5 separate regions of the Mus musculus genome follow, and all the other regions are linked to region 4. Evidence: chromatin contacts called from public ChIA-PET and HiChIP or PLAC-seq data. All regions are on one chromosome and are shown on one strand. The core of a region is the stretch at or near the end of the contact, and the rest is flanking DNA. Distances in the headings are between cores, read along the strand shown. Region 1 holds the start of Ptges (prostaglandin E synthase). Region 2 holds the start of Fnbp1 (formin binding protein 1). Region 3 holds the start of Slc27a4 (solute carrier family 27 (fatty acid transporter), member 4). Region 4 holds the start of Miga2 (mitoguardin 2). Region 5 holds the start of Ncs1 (neuronal calcium sensor 1).

Region 1 (3,436 bases), core at 518-3,017, 540 kb after region 4:
ACACTTCTGTCTTTGAGGGCCTCGGCAAAACTCCCCCATCAACTCTGGTGACGTCACAATCAACCTGTCTAAACTGTGAGGGGAGCGAGGCTCAAGCTTCACTTCCGGCTGTCCCTGGAGCTGGTAGATGAGCCCTGCCTGAGAAAAATGTAAAATGACGAAGAAAAAGGCCAGGATCTCCTACCCAGAATTCCTCCCTCCTGGCTCGGAAACCCCAACTCTGAGGGCCCAGCTTTGCCACCAGTGGAGTTCCTGTAATGAGCTATCAGGGAGCCACCTCTAGTGGGTCAAGGGGCACTCAGCATGCACTTCCAGGAAAGACCTGCGGCTGCTCCTGTTCACAGCAGATTCCAGTAGGAACCAGTCTTAAGGACCAGCATGGGTGGTGTGTTCACCATTCAAGTCTCCAGCTTCCTCTCAGAGCCACATCTCCAGGCTGCTGGGGAGAGGATCCTGAGCCGGCTCCCGTCCTCTCAATGCAGAGTGTGATTCCCTGGTCCCACTTGGCAGAAATAGAGGAGCCCAGGGCCCAAAGCAGAGAAGGCTTTCCTCCACCCCTGCATCTCCCATGGGGAGAGGAGCCCTAGAGGAAGTCAGGCTCGGGAGCCAGAGTTAACTTCAAAGGGGATGGAAGGATCCCATAGTAGGCAGACCTCTCCTTAACTCACTGGAAAACCAGGGTAAGCTAACTCCTACTGCCTTCCTGGTGGTGACTTAGTGCTCAACTTTGGGGGCCCTACAGAAGGGACAAGAACAGAATGTAGCTATCTCTCCCTGGCATCTGTGTCCCAGGACAAACCAAAGCAGAAGAATGAGAGACAGTCAGTCAGTCAGGGGTGGCCCTGCCTTCATTCCTGTCAGTACCTGCCCCAGGCAGGGGCTGAACCTGGCAGGAGGGCAAGCGGCCCACCCCGTCCCATCCCCGTACTCCGAGTCCCTCGCCTCTGGGCTGGACAGATGTTGGTTTAGGGGGAAGTGTCTGTAAAGGGCAGATGATTCACTGCTTCTACTTTCTAGGCGCTTCCAATGGACCCCTAGAAGGGGTCTGGGAGCCCTGGCCACTCCCACCAGCTCCACGTAGGTTCTTTTACTTTGGTTTCTTTGCCGGGACTGGGACCAGAGAATGTCTGTGGTCCCTCAAGGCACCCTCTAGGGTGCCACAAGTGTGTGCGGCGTCCATGGGGAGTGGGAATTTCCACGGAAAGACTTCTTAGGCTCCTGCGTTGCGGGTTCCCACTCCACCCAGATATGAGATCTCCCTGCCTGCCGGGAAACTGCCAGGTCCAGACACCTCTCGCTGTCAAGAGTCCCTGTGCTCCACTCGCAAGGGAGCCCCCCAGTACTCTCAAACCAAGAGGGTTCAGGAGCTGAAGGCTAAGCCAGCTCCCAGAAGGGCTGTGGTGGCGGCAGCCTTGAAGCAGCTCCCACCGCACGCCGGCATACACATCTCGGCCACGTTTTTTCAGTCCCTAGACTTTTCTTGCAGGGAAAAGCCAGCAGAGTGCTGATCCCCTTCTCCTCCAGCGCCCCCCCCCCCCCCCACTCCACCAGCGAACGTACCTTCTTCCGCAGCCTCATCTGGCCTGTGATGACAGCCACCGCGTACATCTTGATGACCAGCAGTGTGCTGCAGAGCAGAAAGGCCGGGAGCACCTGGCCGCTCTCCATCACCAGGCCCGGGGAAGGCATCTCGGCTAGCCGGCCTGGACTTCAACTCGGGGACACCGGGACTGAGAGTGAGACTGTCCCACAGGCGGCTTATGGAGAGGAGGAGGCGGGCCAAGTCCTGAGTAGGCGGTCACCCCCGCCCACTCCCCGCCCACCCTGATCACCCGCAGCAGGCCCCCTGCTCAAGTCAAGAAGGAACCCAGAGACTTCTGCTCCAAGTGTCCGGGTGGGGGGTGGGAAGCAGAGGAATGGAGGTGTCCCACGCCATCCTTGGCTCAGGACCATTGTTCTTTTGAAAGCCTCAGACTACATAGAGTGTTTTCTCACTTAACATCAGGTCTCCGACCCCAGTCTGCATATCACTGACCCATGCCCACCTTCCGAAAGAGCGTGAGAACCAGGGCATTTATGCTAATGTGTGGCCGCTGTAATGCTGGACATGCAGCCATGGAGGTGGGTTGTCTCTGCAAGATGGAAGGTGAGGAGACAGATCCTTCTGCCATCCTCTAACAGGACACAGACCCCCAATTACCAATTCGTGTGTGTGTGTGTGTGTGTGTGTGTGTGTGTGTGTGTATTTGCATATGGGTGGGGATATTCACGTGTGTGCACCTTTGCGTGGAAGCCAGTAGCTGCTGTCACATGACTTTCTCAATGTCCATCTTAATTTTTAATTTCTTTTAAAATTATGTTTATTTATTTATTGTGTGCCACAGTACCTGTATGAAAGTCAGAAGATAACTTGCTGATGATGGTTTTGTTCTGCCATGTGAGTCACATTCAGGTCTCACTAGCCTAAGCACCTAACTTTTCTCTTTTCCTTTTTTGAGAGAGAGAGAGAGAACCTCACTATCTACCCCCCATGGCCTGGAACTCAGAGAGCTCCCTGCTTTGGCCCTTCCAGTGCTGCGACGAAGGGCATGCACCAGTACAGCCTGGCCCTGTTACATTTTGAGGTCTGATCTTCCACTGCTCCAGAGCTCATCATTCTGCCAGCCTGACGGGCCAGTGAGCTCCGAGCATCCCCCTGCCTCTGCTGCCAGCAAATTACAAATACACACCTTCCCTGCTCGCTCCCTTCGTCAGTCAGCTAGATCGTAAAGAACAGTAATCAGGCCAAAGGAACATCACCATCAGCCTGCCATGCATGCCTCAAAGCAAGAGATCTAGGGGCAACTAGCCTGAACCCCACTCGGCTGTAAACTTAGCCAGTCCTTAGAGCACCAATGTAGCTCTGGGCTCTGATCCAATTTCCCTAGCTATAAAATGAAACTGACTATCTTGTCTCTCTCTCTCTCTCTCTCTCTCTCTCTCTCTCTCACACACACACACACACACACACACACACCATAGCAGTTGCTGGAACTATAAGGGTCTTGGTTGGAGATATATGTCCGGCCATCCTTGGTTACATAGTGAACGTGAGGCCAGCCTAGGATATATTAAATAAACCCTGTCTCAAAAGTCAGGGCTGATGAGATGGCTCAGTAGGGAAAGGTACACTCCACCAGCTTGAATAGGTGAGATTCTCTCCCAGATCTACATGGTGGGAAGATAGAATCCACCTAAGCAGGCTGTCCTCTGCTGGAGAGTATACTCATGGATAATAAGTGTAAAAAGGATTAAGTTGGAAAAATATTCATGTCTACAAACGAGGATACAGAGCACCCGCTACGCAGTAGCTCTTCCTCGCTGAGGACACCAGAGCCTCCGTTTCCCCCTACTCAGAAGAGGGTTCCTGTCTAGCTGGATTGACAGGAGGGAATCC
Region 2 (3,468 bases), core at 47-2,546, 780 kb after region 4:
GCAGAAGCTACTGTAGTCTAAGGAATGGTTATGTAAAAACAATCAAGGCAAAGAAAATAATTTAAGGGGGATGCACAGCATTTCCCTAATTGCCCTAACCTTATTTTGACACGGCATTTCTTGGCCTCATCTTGGATGGCAACACCACCCCATACTTTATCCCTCCACACCCTTCACAAATGGAATTCAGAAAGGTAGTCAGCGGGCACTTAGGATTCATCACTGAGAAGGACTGGTCTCGGGCACATTTCAGCGCAGTAACCGCGGTTTCTTCCCCACCTTCACCCAGGCCATTGCACCGCACGCCTATGACCAGCCTTTCCCCGTGCTCGAGTCCAGAGGAAGGCAGGGCAACAGGCCCTGCCCCTCGGCCAACGGCCTCCCTTTCCCGGAGATGCCCTGAGAGCTGTCCTGGCGTCCTCTGATCGCCCTCGATGGGACCGTTTCCAGATACAAGCTGATCACTAACCCACCTGCACCCCCAAAGGAAGGATCCTCGCAAGATTATCCCCTCTCGAAACCGTTTCGTTTCCTCTGGGCAGCAGGACAGAACCAGGTCCCCGGCAATCGTCCCTCCGTGCTATCTTATGATCTCCCCTACCGCTGTCCCCCTGCGGACCAAACACCGCAGCCCCCCTCAAATTCAGAATCTGAGCTGTCTCCAAGATACAAGTGCGCTCCAACCGCCTCGGGGCTAAAGTCCTCACTTTCAGAGAGAAGACCTTACCTCTCGCTACCGGTACCCCCGAGACCCGAAACCCTGCGCCTGCCAGGCCGCCCCGCCCCCGGGAGTAGCGCGGGATCCGCCCGCACCTCCAAGCGTATAGATCGGCCCCAGAGCTCCGGCCAGGGGCGCGCGCAATTACGCAGCCCGGCACAGCGCGGGCCCCACGCCCCCGGGGAACGCCCGCGGGTTGCCGCTCCGGGAGCCCGGACCCAGCTCCACGCCGCCCCGAGGCCGCCGGGGCCACCCGATCCGCGCTCCCTCTTTGCTGGGCGACGACGCACGCCGAGGCCCCTCGATGCGCCTCCCGCCCAGGCCGCCCGCGGCCCGGCCCCTCACTCACCCAGAGCTCAGTGCCCCAGCTCATGGTGCAGGGACCGGGAAGGGGCCTCCGACCCCCTTCGCCGGCGATCGCTGCGGCCCTCCGAACCTTGTGAATGCGGAAAGCCCGCCGCTTCCCCCGGCCCGCGCCTCCTCTAGCCCGAGCTCGCAACCTCTCGTCGCTCCGCGCGGAGCAAAATGGCCCGAGGAAGCAGCAGCAGCGACCGCCGCAGCGCGCCCGCCCCGCACCGGAGCTGAGGGGCGGGATGGGGCGGGACGAGAGGCGGGACGGGGCGGGACCGGACTGACAGCTCGTGCATACCGTCCCGCCCACAGGCTCCCTTTGGCGCAGTTGCCCCGGGGGTCTGGAAGGACGTGAACCCCTGGGGACTCCTGCTCGTCATCGGTATTCGGCAACCAGCGAGCCCAACTCTTTTGGGACCTGCGCTCTCTGTCTGCAGACTGGGCTGCTGGTGATCACGTCCCTCCATCGCCATCTGCCTTCTACCCATCGCGCCTAGCGCTGTTTTGCATTTCAGAACTTTCGCCAGGTGGCCGCCGACGCCCACCTTAGAAGCTCCCGGAGTGGCTTCTTCCACTATCCAGACACTGTGGAGGCCCAAAGAGCTCGGCAGCGCGCGCGTAGGAGTGGGGCCTGGGACCGTGACGTCGGTGCACAGTGTACATAGGACGTTGAAGGGAACAGCAATCCAGCAGATCCAGGAACCCAGGGAAAGAACTCGGGAATGTGAGCCCAAAGAATTATAACCAGTGCCTTTTTCTGCCTATTTGGCCAGGAATCTCGGCAGTGAAGTTGTTACCCTGCTGAAGGACAGCAGAATCTCTGAAGGGCCCACAGGGACTTTGGAGGGTTCAAATTCAGCCTCTGCACTCTTTGGCTGGGTGGTCTAGAACAGGTTTCACCTCTATCTGGGGGAGAGCCTCAGCTGCCAAAAGGAGGCAGTGTCTACCAGTCCAGGCCTAGTGATGTGAACAGAGGAGGTGAACTGGCCAGTGGGTGGCTGACGCAGAATGGGAACCATCTCATTAACTCTTCCAAAACTCCACAGAATGTCATTTCTCACATGCTGTGGAGAATCTGGGGGCTTCCAACTGTCTCCTCAGAATCTTTCTTTCTCTGAATTCCGAGACCTCTCCTCCAGAGTCGTGACCCTCTTCTACACAATTCTCCACTCCCTGTTATCCTGAACCCGTTCATCTTTTTCCAACAGTGAGTTAAATCTCCTTAAAGGGTGAATCTCAGCCCAGTGTGTGCCGTCCCAGACCTAACACTCCTAACCAGTCCTAACACTCCTGAGGCAGAGGTAGGAAGACTGCTGCAAGTTCAAGGCCAACCTGAGCCACATAGTAAATACCAAGTAGGATGACCTGGTCCACAAAGGGGAAAACCTCAGCTAAAATAAAATAACAATGGTAAACAATAATGGTGAGGTATGGAGGCAGAGGCAAGTGGATCTCTATGAGTTACAGCTACATAGTGAGATCCTGTCTCAAAAACCAAAACTAAGCACAAAATAATAAATTTGTTGGAAAAGGAAAAAGAAAGAAAGAAAAAGGAAGGAGGGGCGGAGCTGAGAAACCTTGCCTTAAACCTCAGGACCTCCTACTTCCTTTGCCAGGCAGTTACAACTATCAAAACTATTCTGGTCTGTCTTTTGTCAGCCTCAAGACATGGCCTCCACCCTCTGTGTCTGTTTGAAGTATTTTGCTCCCACATTTACCAGGTCTGAGCACTCTTGACTCCCTCGCCTGCCAGGGATGCAAGCATCAGGATGGTCAGGCACCTTCCTTCCAAGGCAGACTTATGGCAAGGGTGAGCTGGAGGGCTTGGGACTGTAAGCAATGTTAACCACGCCGCAGGGTTGTTTTGTGTTCCGTATGCATGTGTATCAGCGCACCCATTCATGACTGGGGCCCTTGGGACCCCTGGAAGTGACCTGCAGATGGTTGTGAACCACTCATGGGGATGGAGAGTCAAACCTAGGTCTTCTGGGGGGGCAGCCAATACTCTTAGTCTCCCTTAGCCATCTCCCCAGGGCCCGCAATGTCACTGGGTTTTATTTTCTCCAAGCTGAAAATGACCACTGTAGGGAGACCCTGCCTGCTGGCATCCTTATCACCTTGCCTCTCTCCCCGCTTGTTAGTCGTTTCCTTTTCCGTCCACGAAATGATCTAATCTTGACTTCGGAAAACTAGAATGACCACTTGAAAAAATAGGCTAGCCAGGAGGTAAAGCAACCTGTGCCCTGAAGAGAAAGAAGCGGAAGGAGAGAAAGATGCCGAAAGATGAGTCGTTTTATTCGAGTAAGCAGAAATTGTTAGCTGCAGAACCTCTGGAAGCCACTGTGGACTACAGGAGTCGAGCTAACGGAGCACACTTACTCCGTATCTTTCATGGTGGA
Region 3 (3,973 bases), core at 802-3,301, 560 kb before region 4:
GTGTGCGTCACATTGCCCTGCTTGGCTTTTTCGATCGATTGATTGGGTGTTTTGGTTCTGGGATCAAACAAGGGCCTTGGGCAAGCTAGGTAGGGCTCTTCTACTAAGCTGTGTGTCTATCCCTATTCTGACACACTGTGAACTCAGAATAACATCAAACAAAGGGAGCCATAATGTCTCCTAGAGCTTGATTTATGTGCTCTCTATAGCCAGCCTATAAACTATAATAATAAACATGTCAGCACTATTTCAAATGTGTCCATGAATTTGCACACCAGTGCTGTGAGGTGAGTCCTCCGTGAATCATAGCCACGAGATATTGCTTGTTTACTTGTTTGTGACAAAATTCTCCCTGTATAGCCTTGGCCAGGCATAAACTCACAGAGATCCTTTGCCTCTCAAGTGCTGAAATTAAAGTTATGTACCACTGGGCAGTGGTGGCACATGCCTTTAATCCCAGCACTTGGGGGGCAGAAGCAGGCAGATTTCTGAGTTCGAGGCCAGCCTGGTCTACAGAGTGAGTTCCAGGACAGCCAGGGCTACACAGAGAAACCCTGTCTCAAAAAACCAAATAAATAAATAATAAAGTTATGTACCACCATGCTTACCTGACCCCCAAACCCACTTTTGTGGGGTGTTGTTTTGTTAGTTTGTTTTTGAGACAGGGTCTCACTATGTAGCCCTGGCTGTCCTGGAACTCACTATGTAGACCAGGCTGGCCTCGAACTCAGAGATTCATTTGCCTTTGCCTCCCGAGTGCTGGGGTTAAAGGTGTGTGCCACCACCACCGCTGTGCTTGATCCCCTAAAGCCCACCTTTAATCCATAAGAAGGCACAGATTTGGAACTCTCTGCTGAGAACATGATTCTCTTGTTGGTCTGTGATGCACATGTCTATGAACATGGGGCACCTGCTATTATAGCCCTAGAGACATCCTTTAGCTTACTATCCAGCCTCTCCAATGGATGCAATCCTGAGCAGGTCCAGACCATCTTCATACCAAAATGTCATCTGTAATCCCTATAAACAGACCTTGAAGGTTGCCCCTTCCCCCCTTAAGAACTTGACTAGGTTGAGTCATTGAAGGGGCTATTTAAGAACAGAGGCAGTAATAGGCACGTTGCATAGTCACCCCAGAACTTTTCAGAGGCTCTCAATCCAACGGCTGTGAGTCTAGACCCTTGCCCACAGCCTGACAAAGCTCACAGTTTACAAAGGAACCAGTGTTCGGGAGTGTTATCAGTCAGGGTTAAAGTTAGTTACACAGGCTTTAAATCCTGACCTTTGAGGAGATCCCCTGAAGCTACTCCTCCTGGCTCTTCAGTTCTTTTTGAACCTTGCAAAGGTACTGAAAACTGTAAAAGTCCTGAGGGAACAATCATACTCAGCTGTGGTGAATGACCATTCCAGAATGGTCTAGAAGCCCAATGCCCTGTGTATTCTGCCAGAATCCAGCTTTTTTTTTTTTTCAGCAAGTGGTATTGAACATTTGCTAAATTCTATTTCAAGACAAATGTAGTAGTTAATGTCTGTAATGCCAGCGCTCTGGGCTGAAGTAGATTAACTACAGCAAGATCCAGGGCAAAGTTACTACCCTGTTTCAAAAAACAAACAGGACTGACAAGGTGGATCAGGAAAAGGTGCCTGTTCCCAAGACTGAGGGCCAAGCCTAGTAACCTTAGTATGATCCCTGGAGCCCATGGTGTAAGAACAGAACCAACTCCCACGAGTTGTCCTCTGACCACACAGGGTCTTTGGCATATGTATCTACACATACACAAATAAGCAAACAAATGTAAATAATAATAATAAGTTAAACAAATTCTACTTGGGCCTTAGCTTCTGGCTATGTATTCTCAAATGGTCTGTGGGCGGGTTTATGCTACCTGGATCCCCTGGTCCAGGAAATGGCAGAGAGGAACGACCCAAGGAGCACTGCCTGACCAGGGCAACTTCAGCAGCCTGAACAAGCTAGACTACTAGGACTACAACTCCCAGCATGCCGTGCGGCTCAGCCTACCACTCCCAGCGGGCCGGGCGGCTGCGGAGGCAGTGGTGCGCGCAGGGCTGGAGGGGCTGGGCGGTGTCGGGCGCGCTGGGGCTGGGTTGCGCTGAGGTGCACGGACTCAGAAGCTCGCCCTCTGCGGGGACGGCACAGAAGGCGGTGCTGCCGGCTGGCACAGCCGGTGCGGGTGCGGGAGGCGGGTGGGGGTGGAGCGGGGCAGAGGTACAGACCCTACAAGGACGAGGAGTGGGCCAGACGCACCGAGGCTCGGCTGTGTGTGCCCCGGGGCGGCCGATGCCCCCAGCGCACCGCACTCCGCTGCCGCAACCGGGCCGCATCCTGACGGGGCGCCGCGCCGCGCAGCCGCAGCCGGGTGAGCTAAGGCGGGGACGGCGGCTTTCTGAGCGGGGAAAATGTGCCAGGCCGAGCAGGGGGAGACGGCGGTGCCGGCTCGGACTGAGGGGCGCGCCCTCCTTCTCCCAACCCCGAGAACGCTCTGATGTCCTGGCTATCTAGAGGCAATCGGTCCGTGGCGCCCCTCCTGTCCTGTCTCCTCTCTCAGCGGTCTTGGACCGGCTCCTAGCTTGCTTTTTGACTGCCTCTGTCAGAGAGCTAAGGATCTTAGCGATCCTGCGGTAGTCCTCCCACCCATTGCTTTATGCTTTTCTCCAGAAGGCAGTCTCATAAGGGATTCCCTGTGTTCCAGGCCGTGGTCCTCCGCCTAGCTTGGAGATATTCAGGCTACTTCATATCTTTGACCTTCCTCTCTTCCCAAGAAAAGCAATCCATTAGCAGTCCTCTTGACTAAATCCATAAAGAAGAGGGAATAGAGCGTGGGCCTTAATCTCTGCCCTGGGCTTCAACACAGCCTTTCCCCTTCTCAGCCCTAGTCCTCAAAGATCCATCTGAATGTGTGGGTACTTCCAAATCCTTTTCCTGTCCAACAATCACCTCTTTCCACCCTACCCCTGGGCTGTCACCTCTCAGGCCCCTCCTGCCTCTAAGCCATTTGCTGGCTCGCCCTCTATGGACCGGTAGAGGCACAACGCTACCTTGAGTCTGTGGGCCAGAGACTGTGCAGGGCTCCCTTCCCAGGAAGCTGCCCTTTTTGGTGTTGTCATTTCCAGAACCTCCTGGAGTCCCTAGGAGAGACACTTCTATCAGCACCTGTCTCCCGGCCATCTGGTTAGGTTGCTTGAATATCGGTGAATGGACTGTCCTGTTTGGGTTAGAAAGGTTCTAAGAACAAGTCTTACTAGCCCAATGCATAGAGCAAGGTGCTATGGCCTGAAGTAGGAAAGGGGCTAGCACAAGGTCACTTGACAAGGTGGTCAAAGATAGAACCAGAAGCTAGATCATCCTCTTGTTTCTTAACCCCAGAGCTGTAGATTTCAAGGCCCCTCCAACTTGGCATGGAACCAAAGCCTTGAACCTTTTTTAAGCCACCCCTTTTAAGGTGACTAGGCAATCCCCATAGGCTGACCCTTTGGGCTCATACTGAAGTGGCTGCTGGTGCAGAAGTAGCGGCCCCTAAAGAAGGAATTGTGTCTCCTAACCACCTTGTACCTGCAGGTCACAATGCTACTTGGAGCATCTCTGGTGGGGGCGCTACTGTTCTCCAAGCTAGTGCTGAAGCTGCCCTGGACCCAGGTGGGATTCTCCCTGTTGCTCCTGTACTTGGGGTCTGGTGGCTGGCGTTTCATCCGGGTCTTCATCAAGACGGTCAGGAGAGATATCTTGTGAGTACCATATCTAGCCTCCCTTGGGGTCTCAACTGTGCTGGGCTTTACCAGCCATTATCCCTGCCAGCACAAGACATCTGGGTTATTAAAGGAACAGTGTCTTCTCTTTGCCCTTCTCCTGGCATACCTAGAACTTTCATCTCCAAGGTCAAGGTCTCAAGGAATCTCCTAACCCCGAGACTCCTTGACCTGGGGCACAAATCAAAGCAGATCTGTTGAAAGATGT
Region 4 (3,531 bases), core at 614-3,113:
AAACCCCAGCAACCACATGGTGCCTCACGACCATCCTTAATGAGATCTGACGCCCTCTTCTGGTGTGTCTGAAGACAGCTACAGTGTACTTAGATATAATAATAATAAAAAAATCTTTAAAAAAATAATATTAAGTGAAAACCTCATCTTTTCACCCAGAGCTGTTCCTCAGCTGGTCCCTTTGCTTTGTCATCTGTCTGTGCAGGGGTGAACCTGAGCCATCTGGGTGTTTGTTCAGGCATCTGGGTGTTGTCCTAAGAGCAGGCGGGGCCCAGATATGTGGAGTTTGAAAATAAAACAAAACAAAACAAAAAACTTCAGGAGACTGCCAGTCTCCTACCACTGACCTAACATTAACAGGCTCTGTAACTACACACTGGTAACTCACAAGCCCCAAGTGTCTGTGTTCACAGTCTTGTATGCGAAATTGTTCCTCTTTACTCTGTACTTACCAGGATCTGTCTGTAGCTGGCCATAGTGACCATTCAGACAGCATCCAGCTCTGTCCTGTTAAAGCCATTTATAATTGCATGTCTTTATTCAGTAACTCACACTGGCTGAAAAGGATCAGTAACTGGAGGCTGGAGAGATGGCTCAATTGGTAAGCCCAGTGTATTGTTCTTGCAGAGAACTAGGGTTCAATTCCCAGCACCCACAGAATTCCTCTCAGTTGTAACTCCAGTTCCAGGCGATCAGAGGTCGCCCTCTTCTGGCCTATATAGGCACTACTTGCACCTTTTACCAAAAAAGTTCACTTTGGCCTTTATTTTTTTCCCCTGATATTCAAATAATAATTATTTACTAATTTAGAATTTGGATGTAGCTGGGCAGAGTTTCACATGCTTGTATATAATTCCAACACTTCGCCGGGCAGTGGTGGTGCACGCCTTTAATCCCAGCTCTTGGGAGGCAGAGGCAGGCAGATTTCTGAGTTCGAGGCCAGTCTGGTCAACAAAGTGAGTTCCAGGACAGCCAGGGCTACACAGAGAAACCCTGTCTCGAAAAAGAAAGAAAGAAAGAGAGAGAGAGAGAGAGAGAGAGAGAGAGAGAGAAACCCAAAAAACCAAACCAACCAACCAAACAAACAAAAAAAACCCCAATAATTCCAGCACTTCAGGCGATTGGAGGCAGGAGGATCAAGAATTCAAGATCAGCGGGCAGTGCGGTGGTGACACCTGGCTTTAATCCCAACAGAGGGCAGGAGTTCCAGGACAGCCTGGGCTACACAAAAAAAAAATCGCCTCAGAAAATAACAAAACAAAACAAAAAAAACCAAAAACCAACCCAACCAACCAAAACCCCAAACCAAACCAAACTAAAAAACAAACATACAAAACCTGCTAGTCTCCAAAGCATAGATCCTTTAGGAACCCTGTCTCAAAAAAAAAAAAAAAAAAAAAAAAAAAAAAAAAAAATCCAAAACCAAGAAACCAAACCAAACCATGCATAAATAAGGGTTGTAGATGTGCGTGTGCGTGCATGCGTGTGTGCCTGTTGGTGTGAGAGTATGTGTAGCGCAGGAGTTTGGTAATCAGGTGTGACATCCCAGTGACAACAACGCTGAGGACCAGCGTGTGGCAGAGACTCTCTAAGCAGCTGCTTCCCAGAAAGCCCCAGGTGTCCACTAACTCCACCGCCTTTTTAGTGTCCGTGTGTCTGTCTAATCCTAGTGACCAATCGGAGGAGAGAAGAGGACATTCCACACTGCAACCACACTTAGGGGGCGGTGCGAAAAGCGAGGGAGGCGGAGTCTGCGTGATCACGTAGCTCACCCCATTGGCCAAGGGCCTCGCCGATGCGGAGCGATATGGAGACGCTCATTGGTCAGAGCTGTGTTGGCCGGCCCGAGGCCACGCCTTCCCCATCCAGCGGCGTGGTTTGGTTGTATTGCCGCCTGGAAAGGAGACGCTGCCCTTCCCCAGCGATGGGATCCCTGGTGAGTGACGGCCACTGCGCGGGCGACCAGATCAGCAGGGCTAGAAGCGAGGCTTGCGGAGCATGGAACCCGGCCCACGCCGGGGTCTGCGATCCAGCCAGCCCGCGAAGGTGTCCAAGGTGGGATGAGTGGATCCCCTGGACCAGGCGGCTCGAGAGGATGCGTGGCTCCGTGGGTGGAACGAGAAAGGAGCTGGGTCAGAGAGGAGACTCCCGGGCCTGGAACGCTGCGAGCATCTAAAAGTATGGTCGCGGGCACCTCCCCCCCCAGGTGTGCCGGCTGTGGGCAGCGCTGTATGTGGACAGCGGTCAAGGATGTCCTAGGGAGGTCGGGGCCAAAGCAGGAAGGTCCCTGCCCAGGCTCCGCAAGGAGCAGATACTGAAGCTTGGAATATTGTTGATGTTCACTGTGGGGTTGCCCAATGCCCGGCTGCGTGGGATCCCACAGAGATGTGCAGGGGTGGGACAAACAGGACATGAGGCAGAGTGAGCTGTAGTACTGCCTGGTTCTGATAACACAGCCAGGTCAAAGTGGGACGAGAGAATGCTCAGGCCAATTAGTAGGGTTGGCTTGCACAAAAGAGGAGGGCCTGGATTGGAAAGCCGGGATATCAGGCCTAAGGTGCCAGGGTGGAGGAGCAGATAACCTACCTGCTCAAGAATGTGGAGCAGGATTGGTGGCCAGCATTAGAATAGAGAGACAGGTAGGATATGATGATGAGCTTGGACCCTTCCTTCCTCTTGGGCACAGACAAGGCTAACTGGACTCACCTGCAAACAGATGCCAGGCCTCCCCTTCCCTCTCTCCTCCTGCCTGGATCCTAGAATAGGCTCACCTCTAATACCAGGTGGCCTTCCCAGACGTTCAAGGCCCTCAGGTTTGATACAAGCAAGCAGCAGGCAATGGCTAGGGTGCTCGGCCCAGCCTCGGTCCTCATCTCTCAAAGCCTCAGTATTCCTATCCTTGCGTGCTCTGAGAAGGACTCCACTGAGGCCTCACAGAGAGCTAGTGCGCTGGCTTGTTGAAATGCTCTGAGAAGTATATCTCCTGCTATTTGATGTCCTTGTCTCTCACTCAGTGCCCTGCCAGGCTGGAGGCACATCATAGCCCACTTAACCTCTAGGCAAAAATGTACCCTGCCCTTGACAGTGTGGCAATTTCTTTAGCCCTTGAACCTCACTCTGCCTGCCAGCCCTCTTGCCCTCTCCCCTCCCCCCACAGCCCTAGGGCCAGCCTGATAGGGCTGTATGCCTTCCCCCACTCACCAAGGATAATCTGTTCCTTGTTCATGTCTTGTGCTGGCCTAGTGACTTTTGGTCATCATCCCAGAGAGACAGGGTCTGTCCTGGCCTATGGTGTTCCTTCCTCTGAAGATCTCAGAAAGCATCCTTGAACTTGAACAAGACCCCTGCTGCAGGGTCTTGGGGTCTCAGAATATGTGATCAAACATCTCATCTGGCTTTGGGTCTTAGTGGGTCTTGGGCTATCTTTTCTCTCTGTGTCTCTGCTGGGGTGCACTGCCTGTTCCTGCTGTGTTAAGCAGAACCCAGAGTCCAGTAGACCTTGACATACCCTCTCTTCACCACTTAGCAACC
Region 5 (3,534 bases), core at 945-3,444, 880 kb after region 4:
GGCCTCACAGATCCTGGCCTGTACCTGGCATCCCTTGCCTAACCTTGCTTGAGCCATTTCTCCTTGGTTACGTAACATAGTGTCTGTTTCGTGAATTGTTCATGATTTCTATTGTTCCCTGGTCGCTAAATTGTGAGTTCTATTGAGGCAAGGATTTTTTTCAACATCCCCAGGGGCCTGGCATCAGTGGGTGCCTAGCAAATACTAACCCGGTATCAGTGGTGTCCGTGACTGTGAGGAACCAGGCACTTCCCTGACTCCTGTATCCCCCAGAGTCCTGGTTCTTGTCATGGTGTTGGTGACCAGTGGTTGTTGTTGGGCAGGCTTGAGACACGACCATTTCTCATGTTGCTCACTGCAGTGTCTTCAGTCTTCAGTCTAGCACCCAACACATGGAACAACCCCTGGGTTCCTGTAGAGCATAGAACTGTCCTTGAACTCATTATATGGCAGCCATGGTTGCCACTGAGTTCCTGATCCTCCTACCTCCATCTCCCAAGAGATGACAGGCCTGGCTCACAGCTCTCTAAGGCTTCAACTGTTAACCCATGGTCCAAGGTTTCTGTCTGAGCAGGATGTTCAGGTGAGGCTGGCCAGCTCTGAACCTCTTTCTGTGGCTTTTCCTTCGTGTACATTTTGAATCGATCCTCAAAGCTGGGACACCCTGCTCCAACCTCTAGCGAGAATTCCTTTAGCTGTGGCACAGCGCCAGCTTCCAGGATCCATGTCTGCTCACTTCCTGTATCGAACGGGCTCTTCACACCAACAAGCTGGGACCTGGGTCTGGCCTGGGCTCATGTAAGGGAAGGAACCGAGACCATCTGAAGGCTGGAGACATGCAAGAGGTGGGGTTGAAAGGTACCATCGCCCCAGGCAGGGTTTTACACCCTCTGAGAGGGAAAAAAAGAAATTCTGTCCGTGATTGCATCCCTGCTGGCTCAGGAGGGAATGGCTTCATCTTGCCATGGTCTTTCCAGGGCTCTGGTTCCTGGCATGGGTCATTCCTCCCCTACCCGATCTATTTTCATGCCTTTCCCTGAGAACTCTTCCTCCTAATGTTGTCTAAGCCAGTTGTGAACCAGGGATCCTACTGCCTCCCCACCCACTTCCCTGTTTAGCTGGGCTGGCTCCCTGGCCTCTGCTACTAAGACTGGCTCACAGAAGTTGCCACTGGCCCTCAGGGCCTTCTGAGAGCAAGACATATTTCTGCTCCCCTCCCCCTGAGGCTCATTCTTTGGAAGAAGCAAGCGCCAATGGACTAAGAGGTCCAAGTTTTCCTGAGCTGTTAAGGAGACAGAGTTGGGCAGAAAGTCAGGAGAGGTCTCAATTACGATGACATTTTGGGAGGAGGGGAGAGCAGGCCATCCTTTTCCTGGAGTCCTTCCCCAGCTGCAGGCTTCCAGGCATGGAGCCCCACCAACAGGCTCTGCTCCCTCTGGCCACTTCAAGCAAGCCCCACAACAGAGAAGGTTTGAACTGCAAGTACTCCTGGGCACCGGGGACAGAGGCCAGGTCTTTGGGGAAAGCGGCTTGCCAGGCTGGTCTCCAGAAGCTCTGGCCCTTCTGCCTGGCCTCAGATCATTCCCAGCCTTGCCTGGAGCCCCGGGTGTAGAGGCTGCTCTCCCTCCCAGGCCAGACCCCTTCCAGGTTGATACCCCATTCCTCTCTCAATCTGAAGTCACTTCCCTCAAGGCCAGGCAAAAGTGTTCCCACCGAAACCCATGCCAGCCAGCACATCAGGATGCTCCTGGAGAGGTCTGGGATCGCGTCTGTCCTCTTGGCCGCCAGGTCCCCAGCGCCCAACACATCTAAGTGGAATGAATGAATTGCGCCGGGCAGGGATTTGGCCTCGTTCACGTCCGATTTTCCGGGCCCTCCCTGCCCACGCCGCTGCGGAGAGGGGGGAATGGATCGGCGGAGGGGGCGGTGCGGCGACCTCCCAGCGTCCCCGGAGAGCCAACAGGAGAGGGGGTGCCTCAACGCGGAGCTCGCGCCTGTCGGAGCTGGGCGGGAGGTGGCGCCGGGCGATGAGTGGCGGCTCCGAGTCCACCCCTGGCGCGCCGGTGCGGGCGGGAGGCGGGGAGCGTAGGGGCGGCGGCGGCGCAGCAGTAGCGAGCATGTGCTACGCAGCCCAGTAACCAGGGACGACCGCGGCAACCGAGCCCCGGCGGCTGCGGCTCTCAGCCCCGCGCAACTCCTCGCCGTGGCCGCTTGCACCGCCAAGGCCTGGCCCTCGCCGGGTCCCCGAGGCCCCTTGAACCGTCAGCCGCGGTCGCGCAGCACGCCGGAGCCCCGCGCACGGGACGCGCGGGCACGGCCAGACAAAGGCGCGGCCCCGGCCCGGCCCAGCCCGGCCTGCCGGCCTCCGCGCACCCCGGCCCGACCCAACCGCTCCCGCTGGGCGCCCCGAGCGGGTCCGGCCCGGGGAGCGGGGGCCGCGGCCGCCGAGCATGGGGAAATCCAACAGCAAGTTGAAGCCTGAAGTTGTGGAGGAGCTGACCAGAAAAACCTACTGTGAGTGAGCCCCGATCCCAGATCCCCGATTCCCCATCGAGCCGCGACCTTCCCTCCGCCCTTCCCGGCCGCGCCCCTGCCCCGCACCTGGCCCATTGTTCTATCCGCGCCCCCGCCCCCGGCCATGGCTGGGTGTCGCCTGTCAGCGTGCTCCAGGGACCACTCTGGGTCCTCAGGGCATCCGCAGCCCACCCGCTGCTCCCCTCCTGTCCGAAGGACCCGGGCTGTGCCGGGGCGGGGGGCAGTGGTCCCAGGAGGGGGCGCCCGGGCGTTGTGTGGCTCTCCTGCTTGGAGCAGGGTGGGTGGGTGATTCATGCTTAATGATGCTGCTGCGGCTCCTGCCTCTTGCGAGGTTGGCCTGTCGCCCCCTCCCTGGCAAGTGTGACTGTGTTGGGAGGAAGAGGGCTGGCGAGACTGGTAGAACGCTCAGGTAGTGACGGTAGAGGGCCAAGGGTCCTGGGCGCCCTCTTAGATGTCGCACGGTTGGGCTGTATTCTCCATCCCCCCTTCCCTTCTCCTGTCTCTACCGCACCAGGAAATGGGTTTACATGGCCCGAGCTGACGAGCGAAGGAAGGTCTGTCCCACTCCACGGTCCACTAGATCAGTCCCAGGCGTGGCTCTCCACTTGCCCAACTTCACAGATCTGCCTCTGCATCTTTAGTGCCTCCACACCAGGTGTCCCCCCTCCTCGCAGCCTCTCCAGGGGTGGCCCTGGAAGTGGGTCCTGGGAAGCTTTGGCTGAGCGCTCTGCATCACCCGGAAAGACAGGCAGTTAACTGACAGCTCGGTGTAGATGGAGGCTCTGGTGCAGTGCATGGTCTCTGCTCTCACCCCCACCCCCACCCCCGGTATCGGTCTTCTGAGCACGTTTGCAGGTCTTGGTCAACCTAGTGCCTTAGCCCCATGCTCCTCACTCTCCCAGACTTAGAACAAAGGGGGCTTTACTGCCTGGGCTCTCCTGGCCCCTGTCCTGAGGAGTTGGACACCTTGGAGGTCACATCCAGGAGAACTATCCTTCC

Evidence for each region. ChIA-PET counts read pairs in DNA pulled down with a chosen protein or histone mark. HiChIP or PLAC-seq counts read pairs in DNA pulled down with a chosen protein or histone mark.
Region 1: a contact with region 4 is called in an H3K4me3 HiChIP or PLAC-seq map of embryonic basal ganglia, with 3 times the contacts expected there. The contact joins the promoter of Ptges here to the promoter of Miga2 in region 4. A contact is called at or near these places in 6 of 115 datasets of contacts at active chromatin or transcription factors (embryonic basal ganglia, embryonic forebrain, embryonic midbrain and 3 more) and 1 of 9 other capture datasets (liver).
Region 2: a contact with region 4 is called in an RNA polymerase II ChIA-PET map of memory CD8 T cells, with 5 read pairs. The contact joins the promoter of Fnbp1 here to the promoter of Miga2 in region 4. A contact is called at or near these places in 1 of 484 Hi-C or Micro-C datasets (CD8 T cells) and 2 of 115 datasets of contacts at active chromatin or transcription factors (memory CD8 T cells and pro-B cells).
Region 3: an HNF4G HiChIP or PLAC-seq map of pancreatic cancer cells shows a contact between it and region 4. The contact joins the promoter of Slc27a4 here to the promoter of Miga2 in region 4. A contact is called at or near these places in 1 of 39 promoter capture datasets (pre-B cells), 2 of 115 datasets of contacts at active chromatin or transcription factors (large pre-B cells and pancreatic cancer cells) and 1 of 9 other capture datasets (pancreatic islet).
Region 5: a contact with region 4 is called in an HNF4G HiChIP or PLAC-seq map of pancreatic cancer cells. The contact joins the promoter of Ncs1 here to the promoter of Miga2 in region 4. A contact is called at or near these places in 2 of 115 datasets of contacts at active chromatin or transcription factors (memory CD8 T cells and pancreatic cancer cells).

What each region holds. Positions count from the first base shown.
Region 1 is chr2:30,901,530-30,904,965 of GRCm38.p6, forward strand. It overlaps Ptges (prostaglandin E synthase), which reads right to left and starts at 1,768. Exons shown (of 3, transcript NM_022415.3): 1 at 1,561-1,768. The coding sequence starts at 1,689. It overlaps Gm52550 (a long non-coding RNA gene), which reads left to right and starts at 1,726. Exons shown (of 3, transcript XR_003954020.1): 1 at 1,726-1,790; 2 at 2,006-2,121; 3 at 2,499-2,945.
Region 2 is chr2:31,140,712-31,144,179 of GRCm38.p6, forward strand. It overlaps Fnbp1 (formin binding protein 1), which reads right to left and starts at 1,297. Exons shown (of 17, transcript NM_001177648.1): 1 at 1,068-1,297. The coding sequence starts at 1,091.
Region 3 is chr2:29,800,583-29,804,555 of GRCm38.p6, forward strand. It overlaps Slc27a4 (solute carrier family 27 (fatty acid transporter), member 4), which reads left to right and starts at 2,052. Exons shown (of 13, transcript NM_011989.5): 1 at 2,052-2,378; 2 at 3,578-3,744. The coding sequence starts at 3,584.
Region 4 is chr2:30,362,370-30,365,900 of GRCm38.p6, forward strand. Miga2 (mitoguardin 2) reads left to right here and starts at 1,864. Exons shown (of 16, transcript NM_001242407.1): 1 at 1,864-1,936.
Region 5 is chr2:31,243,729-31,247,262 of GRCm38.p6, forward strand. It overlaps Ncs1 (neuronal calcium sensor 1), which reads left to right and starts at 2,195. Exons shown (of 8, transcript NM_019681.3): 1 at 2,195-2,514. The coding sequence starts at 2,451.